Linked DNA regions of Mus musculus: region 1 is linked to region 2. Evidence: chromatin contacts called from public HiCAR-type data. All regions are on one chromosome and are shown on one strand. The core of a region is the stretch at or near the end of the contact, and the rest is flanking DNA. Distances in the headings are between cores, read along the strand shown. Region 1 has its middle 5.3 kb from the start of Gm31815. Region 2 has its middle 30 kb from the start of Tnfsf18.

Region 1 (7,089 bases), core at 3,932-6,431, 130 kb after region 2:
CTGGTCAATTGAGCAATAAATCGATATATAGAAAAATACCAGGTAGTAGACAAGGGTAAAATCTCTGAACAATGACTCCTAATACCCGGGTAAATGTGCACAGCACCCTGTGGATGCTAAAGGAAGAGTAACTTTTGGATATCTTTGAGCTGATCAGATCAGGTTAGATCCAGTTTCCCCCAAACTCCACTAGTTTCTACCAGAAACGTTATCTCATTGTATCGGCTGCATCTGCTTGGACAGCTGATGGTTAAGCGACTGAAGATCTCTGTCTGAAGAACAGAGTGCTTTTTCAGCTTTATTCTCAAGCTGCCCTGGTTGCTGCTTAGCCATCTCTAGCCACTTTGCACTGCCAGGGACATCAGTTTTAGAAGCTTCGACTGAGTCAAGTCTGAGAAGACTGGGACGCAAGGAGTGAGTGCTGTCACTTTATGTCCGACACCATGGCTACACCCAAGAGATATATGTAAGAGGCCTTGGATAACTAGACTCAATAGATGATATCAAGGCCATTTTTAAAAAATATATATTTTTTGACTTTCTGAAATTAAAATATAAATTACATCATTCCTCCCTTCCCCTTCCTTCCTCCAACTCTTCTTATGCTCCTCATGTTCACTTTCAAATTTATGCTTTCTATTTCCTTAATTGTTGTGTGGTCTCTCATATCTTGAACCTGCTCATTTTGTTTCCAACCCTGCTGTTGTGTGATGCTCCTCCAAGCATAGCAGTCACTACCGCCTTACTCAGAACAACTGTGTGATTACCTCCAAGAAACCATCATCAAGGGTGTGAGAGGATCACTAGACACCCACATGAGACTCCAACCACTCCTTCCTGTCCCCCTTCTCAACTACACATAATTCTGGCCCGGTTGCACATGGTCCTGAGAGATTCAAGACGACAAAGAGGTTAGAAGATTAATTGGAGGGGAATTCCACCTGAGCAGGTATGGTGAAGTTGTCATCTGCACTGAGGTGGAATCTTGATGTAACAAAGCTATTCTTGGACTATTCCTGCTCCTGTAAACAGTCCTTCACCCTTGTTCCTGTAAGTTATCCTGATAAACTCATTGGCTCACCAAGTGAGGCTTGAGCAGAACAGCTAATTTAATCTATTGTTGGTGGCTATTTGGGGAGAACAAATGTCTCTCCTAGAGAAGTCAACACACCTACAAATGACTACTATCACCTTCATGCCTGTCTCCTTAGTCATGGCGAACTCCTGGGGGTAGAGAATGATCTTTTATTTCTGCGTCTCTACTGTAGGCATTTACTATGAGACCAGTTTGCTGTGTGATCAACTTTTCCTGGGGAAATGAAAACTCATATAGGGAACTGATGACTGCCAAAATACAGACAGCCCCAAAGTCTACCTTGGTGAATCAATGAGTTTTATTGAGGTTATTTTCAGGAATATAGGTGATGAGTTAGTTACAGGAATGCAATTGACTCAAAGACAGCTCTACCACCAGGGCCCACCCAGAGCATGGGTGACAGCTGATGGAAGCTGTGAACCTGGAGTACACTGCACAATCTGCAGGCAGCTCTAGGACAGTGTCTTTTCCATGTGGCTCAGCTAATATTTATCTTTTCTGGGCATTTTGGCTGCTTCCTGTTTCTTTCAGGCTGCTCAGCTGCCTTCTGCTTCCTTAGGCATCTGAACTTGTCTCAAAAGTCTCTTGTGCAACTTTTTTTCTCTCAAGTCACTCTCGGTAACCTTTACTGGTTATATACTCTTGGGGAAGGCCAGGGTCTAGAGAAGCTGATCAGTTTCAGGAACTTCCTGAGGCTATTTTGAGTTGCTTTCTTCCTGTCTTAATGGAATGTTTTTCAGGATTGAGTGTTTTACCTCCCTCTAGAACAGTGGTTCTTCCTAATGCTACAACTCTTTAATACAGTTCCTTGTATTGTGGTGACCACACACACACACTGACCATAAAATTATTTTTGTTGCTACTTCATAATTGTAATTTTGCTACTGTTATGAATAATAATATAAGTATAATAACATGCAGGATGTGACCCCTGTGAAAGTTTCACTTGACTCCCAAAAGGGTCATGACTCGCAGGTTGAGAATTGTTGCTCTAGAATGTCCTGTTGTTTAACCTCCTTGTTAAACATCTGACAAACCAATCTGCTTCCATTTTGAAAGCCATCTTATAGTAAAAACAAATGAGATTCATTCTTGTTTGTGATTAAATCTTTGTTTCTTACAGACTGAGCTATGCTCTACCTGTAACCTTAGCTAAACATGACTCTTTATTGCCTGTTCTAGGAAACAGCAATGATGGCTTTGTTTCAAAATGTTATGATCAGACTACCTTGTTAGTGATACGTTCTGTAGTGTGGCACAAGATGCAACAGGAGGGGGTGCCTTAGCAGGTGCATGCTGAGGCACTCTGTCCCCCAAGGTACCAGCTATATGAAGGGTCTAGTCTAAAATGAAGTTTATTTGGGGCATGGGAAGCTGAGGTGGTGAGAAGGAAGTGGAGGTAGAGAAAGGAAGGGGACAGAGAAAGACAGAAAGAGAGAGAAGAGAGAAAGAAGGGAAGAGGCTGGCCGGGAACACATGGGGAGAGAGAGAGAGAGAGAGAGAGAGAGAGAGAGAGAGAGAGAGAGAGAGCGAGAGCGCAAACAGTCCTTTAACAGCAAGCCTGGCTGTTGCTAGGTAACTGTTGGGCGGAGCCTAGAAGAAATGCTAACAGTAAGGACCACCTTCCAAATTTGTCCTTGTTTCAGGAGGTTGTTACGATCAACTTGTTATGTGCATGTTCTGCCTTTTTAACTGGGCCTATTTGCCAGATATTGCCAAATGCCCTTCTTGGAAACCCCTACTCCTGAGCTACTAAACCTTATCTTCCTCATGTCCATTGTTGATCTCTTGAAACCTCCTTTCGGGAAAGACAGCTCCTCTTGTAAATGAAGAAAAGCTTGCTTTAACTAATGTGGCCACTATTTGGGTCAGTGGTCTTTCCCCTGTGGAATATCTGTGGAATTAACACACCCTATCCTAAAGTAGCCAATTGTTTCTCTTTCTCTTTATATCCTTTGTCTTAAGACCTTTTCCTCTTAATTGGAAAGTTTTCACCTCAGAGAAAATTGCTACACAATACACTAGGAGACCTAATTGCCTCCATAAGTTCTAGCATTATAACATGTGCTTATTGTGCCAGGTTCTCACCACTATGATAAAGTACCTGACCTGATGCAGACAATTAAAATGAAGACTGACTTTTGCTGACTGTGGTTTCAGAGGCTTCTCCTCAGTAGGCTGGGTGCAGGGTCCATTTCAACACAAAGCATTGCTTCTGCTTACCCACACCATGTGCGCGCAAACTACAGCCTTGCCTTTTTTTTTTTTTTGTATAGATGTCTAACATATTTGTGTTTTATTAAAGTTTATTAAAAAGTTAAAGTTTAAACAGTAGTAAATTCATAGTAAGCACAGGCTAATATATTGCTGAGGAACTATTTAAAACAAATTGTGTGGCCTAACTTTACAGTGCCTATGGTAGAGAACCATAAGGTCCTTCAAACTCACTTGCCATTCACTCATTGACTCAAGAGCACTTTCCACTCCAGGAAAGTTCACACATGGTAAATTCCCTCCATTCCTCCACAGATAGACTTTTAAATTTCCCTTTTTACTATATTTTAAGGTACTTTCTGTGGTTCGATATGTTCACCCCATGGCTCTCTCTCCCGTATCAAGATGGCAGCAGAAGCAGCTGGTGGGTAATAACAGAAGCACAGTCAGCTAGAGCAAAGACCCTACGGGACTCCTCATCTCGGTGACCAGGACCCTGTCTACCAGTGATGACGCTGAAGACTGAGAAAATGAGAAAGGTCGCCTTGAAGATGCCTATGAGAAGTATGACCGTGACCTAGATGAACTGGTCATTCAGCACTATACAGAATTGACAACAGCCATTGCTACTTCCAGAACTGCTGGAACTGTTGTTTGCTAAGTTTAACGCTGTAGCCACTGCAAACTCTGTGGTCCTTCAGGACTCTGTTGGGACCCAGCTAACACAGCAGGAAGAGATCAAATTATATGACATGGCCGAAGTGTGGGTGAAGATCCAGGACGTGCTACAGATGCTGTTGACTGAATACTTGGATATGAAGAACACACGTACCGCCTCAGGACCATTAGCTCATCTAAGCTTTGCTAGTACTAGAGGAAAGTTCGCAGCCTTTTTTTTTTTTTTTTTTTTTTTTTTTTTGCCAAGAAGAAACCACAAAGGCCAAAGAATTCTCTTTTCAAGTTTGAATCATCCTCCCATGTTATCAGTATGAGCTATCTCCAAGAAGAGAGAAGAGAGCTCTACAATCGGAGTGGAGAACTTCAAGGTGGTCCTGATGACAACTTAATTGAAGGTGGAGGAACAAAATTTGTCTGCAAACCAGGAGCCAGAAATATTACCGTCACATTCCATCCATTGCTGAGACTTATTCAAGAGATTGAGTCTGCCAAACAGTGTCCTTTTCGAGAGTTTCTCACCATGTATATCAAGAATATCTTCCTTAATCAGGTCTTGGCTGAGATCAACAAGGAGACTGAAGGCATCACCAAAAACTCAGCCCTCTTGAAGATCCTAGCTAATGCAGACACCATGAAGGTTCTGGGAGTGCCGAGGCCTCTTCTACAGAGCACAATCATCGTGGAGAAGACAGTTATGACCTTATGAACCTGATGCATGACTTGAGTGTGTATTCAGATCAGTTTCTCAACATGATGTGTGTGTGTGAAGCTCTAGGAATACAAGGGCATGCGCTCCATAGCCAGCAGGGTCATTGTCTAGTCCAAAGAGAAATTTGTCATCAGTGTATCTTGGGCAAAAGATGATGGTATCAGCAGACTCTTGAAATCGCTGCCAAACTGGACTAACATGGTTCAGCCCAAACAGCTAAGGCCTGCGAGGGAGGAGGAAGAAGACTTCATAAGGGCAGCCTTTGGCAAGGAGTCTGAAGTCCTGATTGGAAACCCTTGTGACAAACTCATTCCTCCACAAGATATTCTCTGTGATGTCAGTGACCTCAAAGCCTTGGCTAACATGCACAAAAGCCTGGAATGGCTGGCGGGCTGAACAAAGTCAGCTTTCTCCATCCTTTCTACATCCCAGATGCTTTCCCCTGCTCAAGAGAGCCATGTGAACATTGACCTTGCCCCAGTCTCTGAACAGATCATGCAGACACTGAGTGAGTTTGCCAAGTCCTTCCAGGATATGGCTGACCACTGCTTGCTTGTCTTGATCTGGAAGTGAGAGTTCATTGTTTCCACTATCTCATCCCTCTGGCTGGAAGATAGCAGTTCTTTATCCCAACCCTGGGACAGACTGCACCCGCTATAGCAGGATTGTTTGCAGGCTGCTCGTTGGTTTTACAGCCTTCTTGTTTTATTCCTTCTGCATTAAAACTAGTTAAGAGCACTGGCTGTCCTTCCAAAGGACTAGGGTTCAATTCTCAACACCCTCACATAGAGGCTCATAACTCTGTAACTTCCACTCCATCTGACCTGAAGCATGCACATGGTGCACAGACATACATGCAGGCAAAAATACTCATACATACAAAGTAAAAAATAAATCATCATAAAACTATTGGTAGAAATAGTAGGGAGAAAGGTGACTCACTGTTGGAGAACTTCCTTCTCACACACCATTGTAAGGGACATCCTCTGTTCCCATGCACACTGTCTTAGTGACGTGGCTTGTTGCTGTGACAAAATACTCCTCAACCCAAGCACCTCAAGAAAGGAAGGTTTATTTGGCTAACCTCACAAGGTACAGCCCATCAGAGCAGGGAGGGTGACAGCAGGAGCCTGAGGCAGTGGTCACACTGAATTGGAACTCAAGAAGCATGGAGCTCCTGGGCAGTGGTGGTGCACACCTTTAATCCCAGCACTTGGGATGCAGAGGCAGGTGGATTTCTGAGTTCGAGGCCAGCCTAGTCTACAGAGTGAGTTCCAGGACAGCCAGGGCTACACAGAGAAACCCTGTCTCGAAAAAAAGAAAGAAAGAAAGAAAGAAAGAAAGAAAGAAAGAAAGAAAGAAAGAAAGAAAGAAAGAAAGAAAGAAAGGAGGGAGAGAAGGAGGGAGGGAGGGAGGGAGGGAGGGAGGAAGGAAGGAAAGAAAGAAAGAAAGAAAGAAAGAAAGAAAGAAAGAAAGAAAGAAAGAAAGAAAGAAAGAAAGAAAGAAAGGAAGGAAGGAAGGAAAAGGAAGCATGGATGCTATGTCTAGCCAGCTTCCCCCTTTTTGTGCGGTTCAGGGACTCAGCCCACTGAGTGGCTCCCCCACAGTCAGAGTGGGCCTTCCAACCTCAGTTAATAAAACTCAAATAATTCCACACAAGCAAGGCCTACCTTACTTGGTTGCTGTTGCTGTGATAAAACACTGACCAAAACCAACAGACACACACACACACACACACACACACACACACACACACACATACACACACACACCAGGTACACAGACACACAAAAATAAAAATAATTTTTAAAAAATGTTGAAAGAAAATATGCTTACCATACACAAATATTTTCCATCGTGTTTCAATATTGCCTATAGTATTCTGTACAGTAGCTGGCTAGGAAGACTGGAAGCCCAGGAGCAGTGGGCTATAACATATAGACTTGGCGTGAAGGACTAGGCTGCATCATCTAAACAGCTCCTTCACTAACATGCTGTGAGACGTAAAACCATGCCAGGAAGTTTGGTAAGGTAGAGCTTGGTGAGACCTGGAGACTCTGTGGGCACACACCTGAGACTTAGGCGACTCCAGCTCCCTGCCAGACTCCTGACTTGGAATATATATCATGTTCCTCATATAAAAGAAATGTGTCCTATGGTCACATAGGCCCAAAACAGAGTTCTACGTGCTAATGAGGTACCTAGAAGCCCAGAGGGCTTAGCCAATAAGCTTCCCTTTCCAGACATTCCTCCCTGCAAAAGGTATTTAATTTCAGGTCTACCCTGAGAAGTAGGTATGGAACATTATTCATCCATTTCCAACCATGAAACAACCAATAAACTGTTTAGAACCATGGACTGTTGCTTTCATCAAGATCCGCTGTGGGGAGCC
Region 2 (7,088 bases), core at 1,305-3,804:
GGTATATGTGTATATATATAAGTGTGCATAAATACTTGTGGATTTGATTGTGACAGACAGTCAGGCCCAGCCAGAGTATGGGTATATGAATGTTTGAAGGAATATATGTCTGTGCATATTTGCCTATATACAGCATCTCAATTCTTTTCCTTTCCTTCCTCTCTGGTTCACAAAGAGTTAACCATTTTATCCAGAGAGGTTTCTGGCTGATTCACCAGAGAAAAGAGCAGCAGCAAGAAATCTTTTTACTTAATCTGCTATTTTATGATGAACTGCTAAACAGTTACTGGCCTCAGAGGAACTCAGACAGGCAGGTCAGCTACCACGGCAAAGTGACTTAAGGTAGAGAAATGTTTTATTATTACACAGCAATTCTAAATATCTCCTAAGACCAAGTCTTACCCCACCAATGTTCTTCCCCCTCCACTGCCTCAAGAAGAACCAAACAAGAAAGAAGACCCGCCAGGGGTTGGCCCTGGCACTAGACATTCTGGTCTCAAGTATAATAGTCTATTTGTTGTATTTAATACTCTTGTTTGAGCAACCACTTGGGAAAAGAATACTGCCTTTGTAGGTAATCTTGATTTATGTTAGTTGGGTGAAAGTTTTTGATTCTAGGTCAGAAACACACACACATACATACAACACAGCACACATCACACACACATACACACACATACATACACATACACACACACATACACACACATACACACACATACACATACATACACATACATACACTTACATACACATACATAAACACACACATACACACACATACACACACATACACACACATACACATACATACACATACATACACATACATACACACACACACACACACACACATACACACACACAAGGTACACAGGTGGTGTGTTTCTACACTCTCCTGCAGAAGTCCCCTTCTCCCTAGGCTCTGTCACAGCAAGCGCAGTGAGGCTTGCTTCTGTGGCTTGCCTCTGCATTTTCCCTCAGAAGCTCTGCTTTCCCCCACCCCTGCCCCCTCCCACCTTGCAGCAAACTTGGGGGTTCTTCCACCTCCCTGGCTGCTCTAAGTGGACTCAAGAAGCCATGGGTGCCAGCCTGAGTAAGACAAATGACAAAAACTCCTCAGCTTCAGTGGCACCTGGGCCAGCACCCTCCTAGATAACCAGGTGCAGCTGGTGCCTATCCTTGAAGAGAGGAGACTAGGGGCCCACATTTAAATCATAGAAAAGAGGTAATCAGAGGTCACAGACAGTTATGGACAACCATAAAGATAGTTCCTGATAGCCCCACAAAAGACCATCTTTAATCCCCCTCTCAGACTCGAGATTCTGCTCTATCAAATGGTATCGTGTCTGAGTTATGACTTACCTCACCTGCTTCCCCTCCCCTTCACCCTAAGCATTCAAGGAATTTCTATATAAGCGTTAAGACACCTGAGCTTGGGGTTGCACTCCGGACCTATGCTGTGGGAAGGTTTTCTATCTGAGTCAAGACTTGCAATAAAGGACTCCTATGCAAATTGCAGCAGACTTTGCAGTTCTTGAGCTCTCCTGGGTTTTCCTGAAGAATCGGGGCTTACACACACACACATTCACACACACACACACACACACACACACACACACACACACACACACACAGTTGATCCTGGGAAGAGGTGCTTTCCCTTTCCAAGTTCTCTTACTTTCCCCTATTTTTCTATCTTACTTCATATTCTGGGAACAGAGTGCAGGGAGAAGTCTGGCTGTTATGGGAGCCTTTTGATAATACAATGTGGAATAAAAGATATTTGCTCATTTTCCTTGTTATTTAGAAGGAAAACTATAAAGGACATCAAAGAGGAGTCACGAGAGTCCAGGAAAACTAAATAGTGCCTGTGCAGGGCTTATATTACAGTATGCAAAGGCACAAGGCTGTTGCCATGATGAACAGGAAATTCTTCCTCATAGAAGCAGGGTGGGGTACAGTATCAGAAGAAATCAATCTTGCTTGTAGGAATGACCATCAAGGGAGGCAAAGAATGGTAACAGGAGTGGATAGCATTGGTATTCAGGATTAGCAAAGATTTTTAGGGTAGTCTTGAGTTCTGGGAAGGAAGAGGGAAGCCAGAAGCAGCTCTGAGCAGTCTCACACAGTTTATAGTCACAATGCCTTGCTTTACATCCTCAGATGACTGCAGCCTCACAGCCTGTCTTGGGTATTCTTTCACAGCTGGGCAGTGTCTGGTGCCACATTGGCAGTGTTAGAATCATCTAGGCATTTAATTCCAGGTCCAGGAGCCAGACCTCACATCTTCATTTGAGTAATAGGGCGATGAAGCTTTATCTGGCTACCAAAGGCCCAGGAAGTTGAGGGAATTGAAGGCATGTCAACAAATGTGAGGGGCAACTGGAATTCTTAAATCCCCACAGTAGAAAATTGTCTATCACCATTAGGCCAAAGCTTTCTTCTTTGCTTGGCTGATGGAGCAAGCAGCTGTGGCTCAGGAATGCAGCAAGCCAGGGAACAAGCCAGATGGTTGGTTTCGCTTTTAAAAGCCCCAACTAACAGCATTGGCAGAGAAACTGTCTGAGACAAAATTCCTCTGGGGCTTCCTCTTCTTAGTGATGTAAGTGGGGCTGGGATCAACAGTGAGGCAAACAACTTGGGCCAGCCCAGGTGGATAGAACAGTCTGAGGGGATTTTCTGTCAGTGGCCACAACTGGCATCAGTACTCAGTAGGAGGGGCAAGACCCTTGTATGTTTGAGGTTGTTTTTTTTTTTTTTTTTTTTGAAGTCACATTGATTGGAGAAAGCCCCAGAGAGTAAATTAGTGCTTCAGCTTCTATTCACTTAATTGATTTTTTTAAGGAGGGAAGTGACCCCCCCCCTCCACCCTTCACTCTCCACTCCCACCCTCAGAAGGCAGTTTTACCTTAAGTCATGCTAAAGTGACTTAAGGAGGAATACACTTTCGCTTCTTAGAATTCCTGCCTCCAGAGCAGTCACTATAAAGTGCCATGAGATTTGTTGGATCTGTCCACTTTTCTGAAACTCAGAGAAGTCCAACTTTTCTTTGTTTTGTCTCTTCCTTACAGATGCTAGCTAGAACTCAAGGAACTTATTCTAGTACTTCACTGTTCTAGCCCTAAGGTCCCCCTTCCCCTCTGTGGCTGACCTTGGAGCCAACTTAAGTCCTGTGGTGTGGCTTTCCATTCTCCTCTCCATTTCACTCCTCTGGGCAACTGCTGTGATGCACACTTTGCCTACCCTAGGAGGTTTTTCTTTTATTCTCTAACAAAACTATCCTTATACTTTTGTTTGAGCCCATTCTTAAATTCTTTTATTAATGAGACTAAAAATCTAAAGAAAGGACCTATGTTTCTCTGGGATCACTGGTTCCACCAAGAACTAGGCACATGCCTTTTGGAACAGTTTTTTAAAAAATCTCTCTGTGTGCCATCTTGCAATTGCTGATGCTGAGGACCACTTGGCTAATGTAGACCAGGTGGGATCTGGGTGCTGTAAGATGGCTAATGCTTATTCTTCAGGAATTGGTGACAAGAGAGGAGGTAACAACTATGTTCATAGTTTGTGCTCTTTTTTTTTTCCTATTTTTAGGTGATCTGAGTGTAAAATGCCAACCACAGGGCTCATATGTCTGAACAGTTGGTCCCTGCCTGGTGGTACTGCTTTGGAAGTAGGAGATAGAGGGAGTAGGTCACTGAGACCTGCCTTGAGGGCTTGCAGACTGGCCCTGCTTCATGGCTTGATGGTGGACTCAGTGTGGCCAGCCTCCTCATGCCCTTGCCATCATGACTTCTCCATCCATGGACTGTGTCTCTTAAACTGTGAGTTCAAATAATCCCTTCTTCCTTTATGCTCTTTTCTTACTCGGGATTGGTCACAGCCATGTGAAGAAGAACTAATATATCTCTTACAAACGGACTGAAATACTGTCCAGCACTTTTAAGAACACGATAAACTTGGCTGTCTATACTTCCATGGCTGTACACTCTGATCAGCTGTTACTATGACAACACTCTCTAGAGACAGTGCAAAGATGATCCAACCTTTCCTTTAGCATCGCTGATTAAAATGGACTACATTTGTTTTTGAAAATAACCTTTAGCATCTATCAGTGTCACAGCTGCAATTTCCTGTCCAAGGTTAAAACCTTAGAAGATTCCAACCTTGCCATGCAGGTGTGTCCTTTCTTCCCATCTGTCTCCCATGTCCCCATGGTTTGTTGCTTTTCTTCAGCAGCTAACCTAGATCAGTTAAATATTTAGCTTCCAGCATCTTATTTTCCCTGAGTTAGTCTTCAGGATGTGTAGAGGCCATGTAGGCTGAGTCCTGGCTGTCCTCAAAGCAATATCTCATTAGATTCTTCTTAGGGGAAACAAAACAAAACAAAACACCAAAACACCATCACCAATAACAACAAACCCAATAAAACAAAACTACAACAAAACCAAAACACATCAAGAGAAGTGTCTAGAAGTCTGATGAGGTCCACTAAAAAGAGATTCTGCTTGGGGTGGGGGGAGATGAGGAACATGTATACCTACCACAGGGCCCCAGGACCAATGTGGTCAGCTGGAGCTCCGTGCTATCCTTCCTGAGGCTGCATCCTTTCCTGTAGGAGAGTTAGCATGGTCAAGTGGTTATAAACTACCCATACCTTTTCAGACCTTATAGACACCTGGGCTTCCTTGCTTTCAGGGCTTAGGGGCCTATTCCTTGTGTCCACCCTTCAAAGGTAAAAAACAATTGTGGTATGTACATTCCCAGGACTCCAAGTAGCCACACTGCTTGCTGCAGTTTGGAATGAAGTAGGGGGAGGGCCTGTGGACAGAGCTGGGATGTGTAAGTTAGTGTAATATATGTATATTTACACCGACCTTCCTCAGTATGTGGTAAGAAGCTAATGATAGACAGAGAATGGGTAGGATAGTGACAGAGGCTGGCTCTTGTCATGTCATTTTTTATATCAGTTGTGAACATTTTTTTTTAATATCAGTTGTGAGTGAGTTAAGAATTCTAAATTTATTCCTGATCTTCCAGATCATTTTGAAAGCTTTGTCAAGTCAGTATGAAACTTGCTTGTTAACTCATGCCCACCTAGATCTGTGGTGTGACAGATCTTTGACAACTCAGAATGCATCTTAGGCTGTTGTGGCAAGGTTCTTCCACTTCTTCAACTCACAACTGTTGTTCCATGATGAGCCTTTCCAGACCCACCATATAGATATTTCCCCCCAAGGAAGCCTTCACAATACTGCCTTGGAGAGAATCAATGGGGTGGTAGAAAACATATAAATCGTTCCTGGAGAGATGGCTTAGCAGTTTAGAGCATGTGCTGTTCTTTCAGAGGACTTACATTTGGTTCCCAGCACCCACATGACTGCTCATAATGACTTCTAACTCCAATTCTGGGAAATAGAGCATCCTCTTTGGGCATCTGTGGGCACCAGCCATCCATATGGTATATGTATATATATGCAGATGAAACAGTCTTAAGTATAAAATATAAATAAATAAATCTCTAGAAACAGAAAACAACAATTTCTAATGCAAAGAGCTAGCTACTCGTGAGCTTTGGGGATTCTTTAGAAAGAAAACCAGAGACAGTGGCAGGGAGAGCAGGCTCGTCTTCACTCTCCAGCCTAGCTACTGATGCTTTTATTCCTCTCTTTCAGCCTCTGTGAGAACGGAATTTTCTACCCATGGCTGGTCATTTCCTACAGCCACACCTGGCTCCAGCTCCTTTTTAGAAAAAAAATGGAAACAATAAAAATTAGTCTAACAACAATTAAACCAGAAGGACAAGGGACCACCATGTTCAGAAAGTCAGGTTATAGCACTATTTGAGTTAATCTGGAACTTGCTTCTGGGGCTACAGGCCTCCAGACTGTTAACCTGAGGCATTGCAATGGTCTGAAAATATGTGTGTTTCTTTCTCAATAGTTTCCAGAGTTTTAAATGATAGGGGGAGGGGAAGAGGTGAATTGAATCCAGCTGTCTGTCTCATCAGGGGGTCACTTGGGAGCAGTCTTCACAGGAAATGATTAAATTATAAACCAGTAAGATAAACTCAGAAAATATTTCTCACTAACTTTCTCCAAGCAGAGAACCCTCACCAGTGTGCAGATTTAAAAGAGTGGCGTCCTGGCAGTGTCTGCTGTACCGTAAGTGCTAAGTCCATCGAAAGAGGCCTGATGCGCTGAATCTTTGGAGAAGTTTGACTAAGGAAACACTCATCTAAAAGTGAAATCTGGACAGCAAAATGATTTCATTATTAATAGGTCGATCCCAGCATTGATACTTCTTTTTCTCTTTATTTGCCCTTTGAAGAGGAGTTTGTGCCCTTGAAGCAGAAGATGAGGGCCAGTGAGCAGTTTTTCCTCTTTGCTTCCCTGTCTCTTCTTTCTCCTAGACCAGAGTATCCCAGGATCTCACCTCATGTGGGAAAAGAAGAACATCTCTTGGAGTAGGCCCCCTTTCTTGTCTCTATGTTTGGTATGTTTCATAGATATCTCCTAGGGCATATGGCGGCAGGCAGCTTTGCTTTTAAAGTTATGATCATCCTCTAGTCTCTCTTACAAACTGCGTTTCCCCATCCCTCACTGTGTTCTCAAGCAAAGCTCTGATGATTCAAGCTTACAGGTCTACACTATGGTTAGAGAGGCTAAGCCATAAGCACAGACTCACAGGATTCAGTTGTTTGTTCATGTGATTGGGGGTCTCATTCTCTCTCCTTTGCTACTCTCTTCCTGTACCTTCAAGTAGTCTCTTCCCTCAGCCCATTCACTCTCAAGTAAAATTGCTATTTTCTTGCTTCTTAACATGGAGAGGAAATCCAGTTTTAAAATACACCCTCACTTCGGCATTAACACTGTCTTGGGTCCATAGTCTTGCCTGGTTCACCTGTGAGTCATATTTCTCTTCAAGGAGATTTCTAGCTACGTTAATGTACTTGAAAGTATTAATAACTCTTTACATTCCCATTTTAATGGGTCAACTTCTATCATTTCCTGGAATTTCTTTGAAACTTCCCAAAGAGTTGCTAGTTTTGGTGGTTTGAAAGAGAATGGCCCCCAAAGGCCCAT

What was found. HiCAR-type assays count read pairs that join an accessible place to other places.
Region 1: a contact with region 2 is called in a HiCAR-type map of fibro-adipogenic progenitors, with 2.7 times the contacts expected there. The contact joins two enhancer-like sites. A contact is called at or near these places in 4 of 484 Hi-C or Micro-C datasets (bone marrow-derived macrophages, growing oocytes and uterus), 1 of 115 datasets of contacts at active chromatin or transcription factors (fibro-adipogenic progenitors) and 1 of 9 other capture datasets (embryonic stem cells).

Annotation. Positions count from the first base shown.
Region 1 is chr1:161,593,175-161,600,263 of GRCm38.p6, forward strand. It overlaps the pseudogene Gm5704. Among named protein-coding and RNA genes, the nearest start is that of Gm31815, 5.3 kb to the left of the region's middle. Within about 2 kb of position 5,182, at least 9 of the 459 cell types and tissues checked have an H3K27ac peak or open chromatin away from gene starts, as enhancers often do. A contact at or near this core is called in fibro-adipogenic progenitors, where this site is marked.
Region 2 is chr1:161,461,372-161,468,459 of GRCm38.p6, forward strand. No RefSeq gene overlaps it. Among named protein-coding and RNA genes, the nearest start is that of Tnfsf18, 30 kb to the right of the region's middle. Within about 2 kb of position 2,555, at least 58 of the 459 cell types and tissues checked have an H3K27ac peak or open chromatin away from gene starts, as enhancers often do. A contact at or near this core is called in fibro-adipogenic progenitors, where this site is marked.